2 separate regions of the Arabidopsis thaliana genome follow, and region 2 is linked to region 1. A link is a contact called in public capture Hi-C data. All regions are on one chromosome and are shown on one strand. The core of a region is the stretch at or near the end of the contact, and the rest is flanking DNA. Distances in the headings are between cores, read along the strand shown. Region 1 holds the start of PUM10 (pumilio 10). Region 2 holds the start of AT1G35890 (NAC (No Apical Meristem) domain transcriptional regulator superfamily protein).

Region 1 (4,424 bases), core at 883-3,382:
TAGTAAATAAATAATAGATATGAAGAATGAAAGAAACGATTAAGAAGTTAAAACGATTAAGAAGTACACATAACAAAACATTTAATATATATACTAAAGTGTTGAATCTATTAAAGAAACCTTCATTCTTTACGTGGAAGTTTTGTGACTTGCGAGCGTTTATCATCGTTACACATATAACCATCAAAAACAAACGAATTAGTAATTCCGAAGGACACACCCGTTTGATGCTCTTTTTTAAATTTACTCTTAACAAAATACTTTTCAAGATTTTTTTTTAAAAATCATTTAGAAATTCATTGGAGACGATATCTAAGTTTGTGCCTAATAACAAGTTCAGAAATTTCAGATTAATTATATTTTACTATTAGCAATAAAAGTGACAAAAATGAATATTAAAAGTCTTTTAAAATCATTATTATTAGGAATTTGGAGAGACGTCAACAATGGGAGCAGCAAACCTTAGACGAAGTCTATCCCCACTACATGCCGAAGTGGAAGCTCTTCTATGGGCGATGAAGTGCATGATTGGCGCCGACAATCAAGATGTTGTGTTTCTCACAGACTGTTCGGATCTGGTGAAGATGGTGTCTTCCCAAACCGAATGGCCGGCCTTCTCAGTGTATTTGGAGGAATTGCAGAGTGACAAGGAAGAATTTTCAAGTTTTTTTTTATCTTTAATTTCTCGTAGTGCAAATGTCAAAGCGGATAATTTGGCGCGTAAAGTTCGTGTCCAACCGCATCATATCACTTATGTAAACAACATTCCTCAGGAATTTAAGCATTAATTTGGCTCTTTTGAACTCTAATTAATTTTGGATGAAAAAAAAAAAAAAAAAACTATAAGTTTAATCACCTTTTCTACTTCCAATCAAATTTAAGCATTATCTTTATTTTATTTCTCTTATAAGACTCATTATTATTTTTCTGTTTTCAATTTAAACCTAATATTTTCCTAAAAATACATATTAATTGAAAAAGATCATCCAACTTTTTAATCAAATAATTTTTTATCAGTACTAAATAAATTGAAAAATAACTTGGTATTCCTCCAGTTATCTTACTATGGAAATCCAATTACTATTTAGTTGTCAGGTTTAGGGTTATGGTGCAACAAAAGTTAATATAAAAACCAAACGAATTAAATATAAAAAGAAACACGGACCAAAAATAAAAAAGAACGAATTGTATTTTCCTAATATTTCCGCTTCAATATTAATGGTGGAATTATGATTTATAAAGTTTGAAAAAGTTTTACAAAATCTTAACTCAATTTAAATAAATGATTTAATAGTCACTAAAGTCATCATTAATTTTTAACACTCAATCTTTTCTTAAAATAATAAATAATTGATATGATAAATGAAAGAAGTAATTGAAGAAAAATATAAGAAAAAAGTAAAATACTAATTTGTAATCTATTAAAAAAGAAACATGTTTGAATAATAAATTACGGTTTGAATGGTAGTGTCGGTTTAGGATGAAAAATCTGTTTGCGGTTTAGACTGCTTTTTGTTTACAATTCATAAACTATAATTTGTATTAGTGCTGATAGAAAAAAAAAATATATACGGCGGATTAACTACGAACTATTTGTCTGCTCTGAAAATAAAATGGTTTAGTTCTTTAGCGGTTTATTCTAATTTTCCTATTGTATCCTTTTTTCCAATTTTTCTATTAGATTCATAGTTGATGTGATTGATTAAATAATACTTATAATTATTTGAAATGATAAATGATTGATATGATAGATGGCAGAAGTAACTAAAAAATACACAAAACAATATTAAATAAAAACAAACGAATTAATACTACGAAAACACATGACCAAAAACTAAAAGGGGCAAATCTGTAACTTCCTAATAATTCCTCGGGTGCAGGCTACAAAAAGCAGTGTTTGCCACATTAATGGCGAAATGTGACTGAAAACAAAAAAGACAAGGTCTCTCCTTACGTACACACACAGAACAACAACATTCTCTCTCTCACACCCCTTTCTTGGCTCTGTTATATCTGTATTGTTTCCTTGGCTTTACTCTCTCTTCTTCTTCGTTTGTGAAATCGGTTTCTACACTTTACTCTGCTTTTGACCTAATGTTTGGAGAGAGATTAATGGGGTTTCGAGGTTTGCATGGAGATTTTTAACTTCGGACAAGCTTCCGATCATCGTCGTCTTCCTGATTTTGGTTCAGGTGGGTTTTTACAAAGTCTCGACACAAACCCATTTCTGAAGAATCAGTATTACAACAACAGTGTTGAAGCTCTGGAGTTGTGTAAAAAGCTTAACAAAATGGGTATCTCTTGTGACATGAGTATTTGGACCAAACCCGAAGAACCATTCCGGGTCGACCCGGGTGATTTTGGGGCTAAAACTCTTCATGAGTCTTTTGGGTTTGACCAGAATCTCACTGGAGCTTCTCAGATTCATGATGGGTTTCGTAACTTCTCCTCTGTTCGTGTTCAAAACAACAACTTTCATGGAGTTTCTCCTTCTCCAGGATTGCTTGGCCTACAAGATTCCTTTAACCCCAACGGATTTGAAGAGATGATGGCTTTTAAAGATCACAAAGACTTCCTCTTAGACCACATCAATGAACCCATAAAGCGTTCTCCGTTTCTCAGAGGCAACGATGCTTTCAAGGGTTCGTTGATGTTTGAAGGAATTAGGGTTTCTCAAATCCTAGCCGCCATGGAAGGTTCTGGAGCTTCTTATCCAGATGAGCCTAAGATCAATGGTGGTTTGCCTCTGGATCTCGTCTCCATGGTTGAGATTTACGGATCTGTGAACTTAATGGCCAGAGATCAGATTGGGTGCAGAGCTTTGCAGAAACTGGTCGAAGAAGGAACGGTTCTTGATTCTAAGGTTATATTCCTTGAGATCATTGACCATGTCGTTGAACTTTCCATGGATCCTTTAGGGAATTACATCGTCCAGAAGCTGTTAGTTGTGTCTGATGAGGAACAGAGAACAATGATTGTGAGTGTGTTAACGTCAAAACCAAGGGAGCTTATCAAAATCTGTCTCAACACTAATGGGTAAGCTGAAACAAAACCATTACAAATCCCCACGAGTTCTTATTGATAAAGACATTTCAAATTTTGTCTTTTCTGTTTATGGAAATATTTGAAATGTCTGCACATCACTATCACTAAAAGTAGGCAACATTTGGTAGAAAGAATAAATTTACTTTTTGCTGTTTTTGGACAAACCAAAACTGAGACATTTTAATGAGTTTTTGCATTCTGATATGTGGCTAATGTGTTTATTGATTAAAACAGGACAAGGGTTATACAGAAGATGATTAAAACAGTGAAAACAAAACAACAGATTGCATTGGTGAAGTCAGCTCTCGAACCGGGTTTTCTTGTTCTTGTCAACGATTCTAATGGGTACCATGTGCTACAGAGTTGCTTGGAGTTCCTTGTACCTAATGACAACAAGGTTTAGTTTCAATCACCATCTTTTGTTTCCAACTTAAGCTTTGATGAATGATGTGATCTTTCGTGTCAGTTTTTGTGTTAGTAGCTGCGACTAACTAAGCTGTCACACATATTAATCTCCTTCCTTTTGTTTCTTACTTACGTAAGTTCTGATGAATGTTGTGAAATCTGGTGCCAGTTTGTGGTTGAAGCAGCTACAGAATATTGTGCTCAATTAGCAACTCATCAATACGGATGCTATGTTCTTCAATGCAGCCTTATAAACACTGTTGGACTGCAACATGAGAGACTCGTCGCTGAGATATCAAGAGACTCACTTCGCCTTTCGCAAGATCCTTTCGGGTAAAATTCATATCGGCTTTATACTCAAACGAGTTTCTTATAGTTTGAAAAACTCTCTTTATGGTTTGTGGAAATGGGCAGGAACTATGTGGTGCAGTGCTTAATAGACCAACAAGTTTCTTCAGTGAACTTGCTGCTTCCATTTAGAACACATTGCATCGAGCTAGCGACTCAGAAGTTCAGTAGCCATGTGATTGAGAAGTGTCTAAGAAAGTATCCAGAGAGTCGAGCTGAGATCGTCCGCGAGCTCCTCTCTTATCCAAACTTTGAACAGCTTCTGCAGGATCCTTATGCAAACTATGTGATCCAAACAGCTCTCTCTGTAACCAAGGTAAGTCCAAAAATATACATAATTTATACAACCAAGAGCTTCCAAAAACATAACTTGACATTGGTTTTGGGGTTTGTTGAAACAGGGAGCAGTTAGAGCTAGATTAGTGGAGAAAGTTAAAAGGTTTGGGAAACTACAGTCGAATCCTTATTGCAAGAAGATTTTCTCCAAGACCATCTTGAAGAAGTAACTTTGATTAGTGTCTAAAAACTGACGATATTTTGTGTATTAAAATCGGATAGGGCATTAGCAAAAAACACTAGCCTAATGTTTTTGTTGTCGGTCTCTCTTTTTGTAGTGACAACAACTT
Region 2 (4,397 bases), core at 1,186-3,685, 86 kb before region 1:
TATGGTTATATGTTTCTTTGTATCAACCGTATTTTAGTAGTTTATAATATACACTTGGAAGCATTCAAATTTTCTGTAGTTTACCCCAAACAAAAATGTAAAGGCCGACCTATATACATGTGTTATAGACACCAAGATATGCTTGTTTCAGTTTTACGACTTTAAGGCTTGGTTTTGTCCTAAGAACAAAGTAAACCCTTCTTCATATTAAGGAACTTTCGACAAACGATAAGTTGTGTTTTGTGTTTTATATTTTATCCAACCAATGAGTTCTCACGCCTACATTTTCTGACTACCGCGCGGTTAACCGTATTGTTAAAACCTTAAAAATATAGTTATAATTGTGTAGAATTCTAAATAAATAATTATCACTAAAATAGTAACTTAAATCGTTTAATATGCCCACTACTACGATCGTAGTTACTCCACTACTCTTTTTACCATAAATCAAATCATAAGTAGTTCATATTATTATTATTTATACTCTATTATTATTTATAATCACAACATCTTCTCTTAAATATTGTTTTTGTTTGGAAAATGTAATTAATTCAATCATTATAATTATGACCATTAATTTGTTTATTCATTGGTTTATTTAAGAAAAATAGATAGCTGATTCACTATAAATATTTGAAACACATAATCACGTAAAATAAATATTATTTGATATATCACTATTTATTTATTTACTTAATTATAAAGATTAAAAAATATAATATTTTGTCTCATATGTTATATGTATCATAATTATCAAATAACCGTAACCGTATTTAACCATAACCGTATTTAACCGTAACCGTTTTAACCGTAACCGTTTTAACCGTATATATAACGGTTAAGGTTAAGGTTAAAAAAAAATTATAACCATAACCGGTGGTTAATAAACCGTAACCGTAATAACCGTAACCTTGGTCATGCCTACTTTACGGCTGATTTATAATACATTTTTGGGGAAGACAATATGAAATTTATTGGTCAAATATCAACAATCAAATTAAGAAAAATAAGAATATGTTTGAGGGATACATAGGAGTAGATAGAAGTAGAAATGTCTCCAAATAGATCCATTGAGAGGAAGACTAAACCGTATGAATCAAAACATAGATAGAAGTAGAAATGTTTCCAAATAGATCCATTGAGAGGAAGACTAAACGAGAGACATGTAAAATCAAAGTAAAAGAGTAGCTATTCTTGATTTAACTCAAACCTGTAACGAATCATGTAAAATTCCATAGATCTGAAGATCTACGTCCATGTTGGAGATTATTAGATCTAAAAGCTTTTTTGGATTTGGGTTAATGATATAGATAATCAAATTTTTATTTATTATTTTTAAGTGAAAACGAATTAAAAAATTTTAATTAAAAAAATAATAATCAAGGGTGTTAACTGTATTTATACAAGTACTCAAAACATATGAACTATTAAAAAAAATATGTATGATATTCTAGGAATAAACATATTTTCTATGCTATCTGAGTAATTAATTCTAGAAAGAATGTACATTTTTATTTGCTGAAAAAATGTAATGTTCAATAATGAGAACACAAAATTATCCAAGAGCTATTCAAATAAGAACACGTTGAACGGTTTATGAAGGTAGAGTTGTAGAGAGGTTCATATTGATCAAGTAAGTTCTGGAACTGACTCGTATCACTCACTGTACTCAGCTAATAATTCTTCCATCAAAGGGTATTCTACCGGAGCAACGGATATTGGTTGATCCATGGCATCAGCCTGTTCATTCTTCTTTGTTGCGAGTGCGTCTGTTTGGTGAATCATGTCTCCTTCTCCATTCTGCTTTCTGTTTCCGCAACAGAGCAAGAAGATGATGATTTGTTCGGAACATCCCATAGCAGTGGCTGCTCCTGTTCCAAATAAGCAGCTAGAAGAGACTCACACTCAATATTGATAGGCTGCTGCTCCAAGTAAGAAGTAGAAGCTTCGTCATGATGATCCTTCTTGGACTTCTTTTTCTTGATCGGCTGCGGCTTAGAGGAAGAAGATGCTTCATGCTGATGATCCTTCTTGTCCTTCTTGGACTTCTTATACTTCTGAATCTTCCAGACGACTATCCTCAAACTTATCTTCTTCCTCCGGGTCCACTACCACAAACTCATCCATAATCCAGCCGCAATCGCCTTCTCTCTTCTGCTTCTTGTTTCTTTTGCTGCTCTTATAAGTTAGGTTTTTCTTGATCCAATGATAGCCCCCTTGTCGATGATATGTTCTTTCCTATTCACCCTCCACTTCCCTCGGTCGATGCCATCGTTGTCGTCTCTGGTGATCTTCCGCTTCGAGTAGTTACCATGTCCAATCTTTTTCTCGGAGATCTGAGTCCTTGCCGAGAAGTAGTACCACTCGTCTTCCTTGAAAAAAGGATCGTTGGAATGGTCCAGCAACCATGGCTCCTTGGCATAAACGTCCTTCATCACTACAAAGCCTCCACATTCTTCACCTCTTAGCTTCTTTTTAAGATACTCGTTGATGACTTATGGGTACGATGGATCAAAGTGAATCCCTTCGTCTTCTTCGAAGTACTCTATCGACACATTTTTGGTTTTCAAGGATTAGGTTTATGGTGAGCAGCTGAGAGCTTATTGATTGTGTATATATAGTGGTTGGGATTCTCTTTTTTTTTTTTTTTGCAAAACATTTTGTGTATATCCCATGAAAATATTATTTCTTAAAACCTAATCCTACTAAGAAATTCGTTTTTAATATTTTAGCAATTAGAAAATAAATGATCCCAAAATAAAATAAAAAATACCTTTAAACTATATCCAAATCAGTTCAAGAAAATTATAAATCTAACTAAACTATCATGCCGTTGAAGACAAAAAAAAGTTAAACTATTATGCCTTCCATACATTACTTATTTCAAATATAATTTTATAAAATAACAAAAGCATTATATGATCCACTAAATCTAACTAAACTACAATACCGTTAAAGAAAAAAAAACAAAACTATTATCCCTTCCATACATTACTTATATTAAACATAATTTTATAAAATAAAAAAACATTATATGATCAACCTATGCCACAAACAGAACCTGATTAAATATTAGTATTTGTTAGTTTGGCAAAAAAACATAAAGAATTGTTTCACTATAAGTAGATCAAATATGATGTTAAGAGATCAACTCAGGCCCATTTTCAAAAAATATGGCCGAACACATATATGTATGTATCGCAAAAGTGGTATAAACCATTTAATACTACTATACAATTAAAGACAAGTCTACCGAAAACAAAAAGTTTCTAGCTTTGTCTGCAAGTCAAAACCTTTTTCTTTCTCCTCTCCGTCATGCCCACAATCGCCCTCAACGGCCAGCTTATCGCGGGCCTATAGCTTACACTACCGCTTCTTCTTATCTCTCTTCTCACCGTCAATATAACCCTCTATCTTCTTCTCCCAAACTTCATTTCATCGCATCTTCTTCCCCTCGCTTCAAATCCTTAACTTGCTCAGCAAACTTACATTATCGGAAGAAGATTGAGCCTTCATCCAAAAAATTTCTCCTTAACTCATTTGCGAAATCTTTTATCGTCTCTGCGTCCTCCGCTAAGCCGAAAGATTCGTCCAATGTTAATCTCCGTAAGCCACTTGCGATATCTCTCGTCGTCACTACTGTTTCTTCCTCCGCATATGTGTTTCTTCTACGACTCTTTTCTCTTGCCTCGATTCTAAATGGTGGCGGAGGAGGAGGGAATTTGGGTGGAGGAGGAGGGAAATTTGGTGGAGGAGGAGATGGCGGATTTTGGAGGGGATTGTTTGCTCTGGCAATACCAGTGGCTATCGCCAACGAAGAACACTCACATGATTGGGATTCTTACGGTTTACCAGCGAACATTGTGTTAAGCTTGGGAGCTTAACCGAACTGAAACTTAAGAAATAAGAGAGGAAAATATAGATATGCGCCGGAAACGGCGGAGAGTAAGATGAGAGAAGAAGTTTATATTGATTGTAAATGTTTTTGGTAAAGTAACTCTAAAGGGAAACTTTCTTAAATAGCAAACCCTCACTAAAACCTTTAAAGTAAAACCTGTTACAAGTTCAAAACGCAACACTTTATCATGTGAGACTTATTGGAATAGAAGCAAAGCCTTTAGCTCATTCAGAGACTTACTGAGACTTAGCCACTTTTGTATAACACCTTTGTGAAGAACTTCTCTAACTTCCTCTCCGTTCTTCCGCTTGTCCTTAGTCTTCTTCTCACACAAGCTAGAGGCACCCTGAGCCTATCAATGCTCCCCCGAAGAAGATCGAGCTTGTCCTCAAGGTTGAATTTTGGGAATTGTTTCGCAAAACTGACCAATGGCTCCCAAGTAGATTCTGTTGCAGGGAGCCCTTTCCACTGCACTAGTATCTCAGCTCCATCTCCATTC

The links. Capture Hi-C pulls out chosen DNA fragments and counts their contacts.
Region 2: a capture Hi-C map of root shows a contact between it and region 1, with 4 times the contacts expected there. A contact is called at or near these places in 3 of 26 Hi-C or Micro-C datasets (root and vegetative nucleus) and 2 of 3 other capture datasets (root and shoot).

The regions. Positions count from the first base shown.
Region 1 is chr1:13,253,278-13,257,701 of TAIR10.1, reverse strand. It overlaps PUM10 (pumilio 10), which reads left to right and starts at 2,132. Exons shown (of 5, transcript NM_103277.1): 1 at 2,132-3,036; 2 at 3,280-3,442; 3 at 3,620-3,783; 4 at 3,865-4,114; 5 at 4,200-4,304. The coding sequence starts at 2,132. The coding sequence ends at 4,304.
Region 2 is chr1:13,339,338-13,343,734 of TAIR10.1, reverse strand. AT1G35890 (NAC (No Apical Meristem) domain transcriptional regulator superfamily protein) reads right to left here and starts at 2,435. Exons shown (of 2, transcript NM_103287.1): 1 at 2,247-2,435; 2 at 1,782-2,108. The coding sequence starts at 2,435. The coding sequence ends at 1,782. It overlaps AT1G35880, which reads left to right and starts at 2,507. Exons shown (of 2, transcript NM_103286.2): 1 at 2,507-2,577; 2 at 3,287-3,931. The coding sequence starts at 2,507. The coding sequence ends at 3,884. It also overlaps the pseudogene AT1G35870.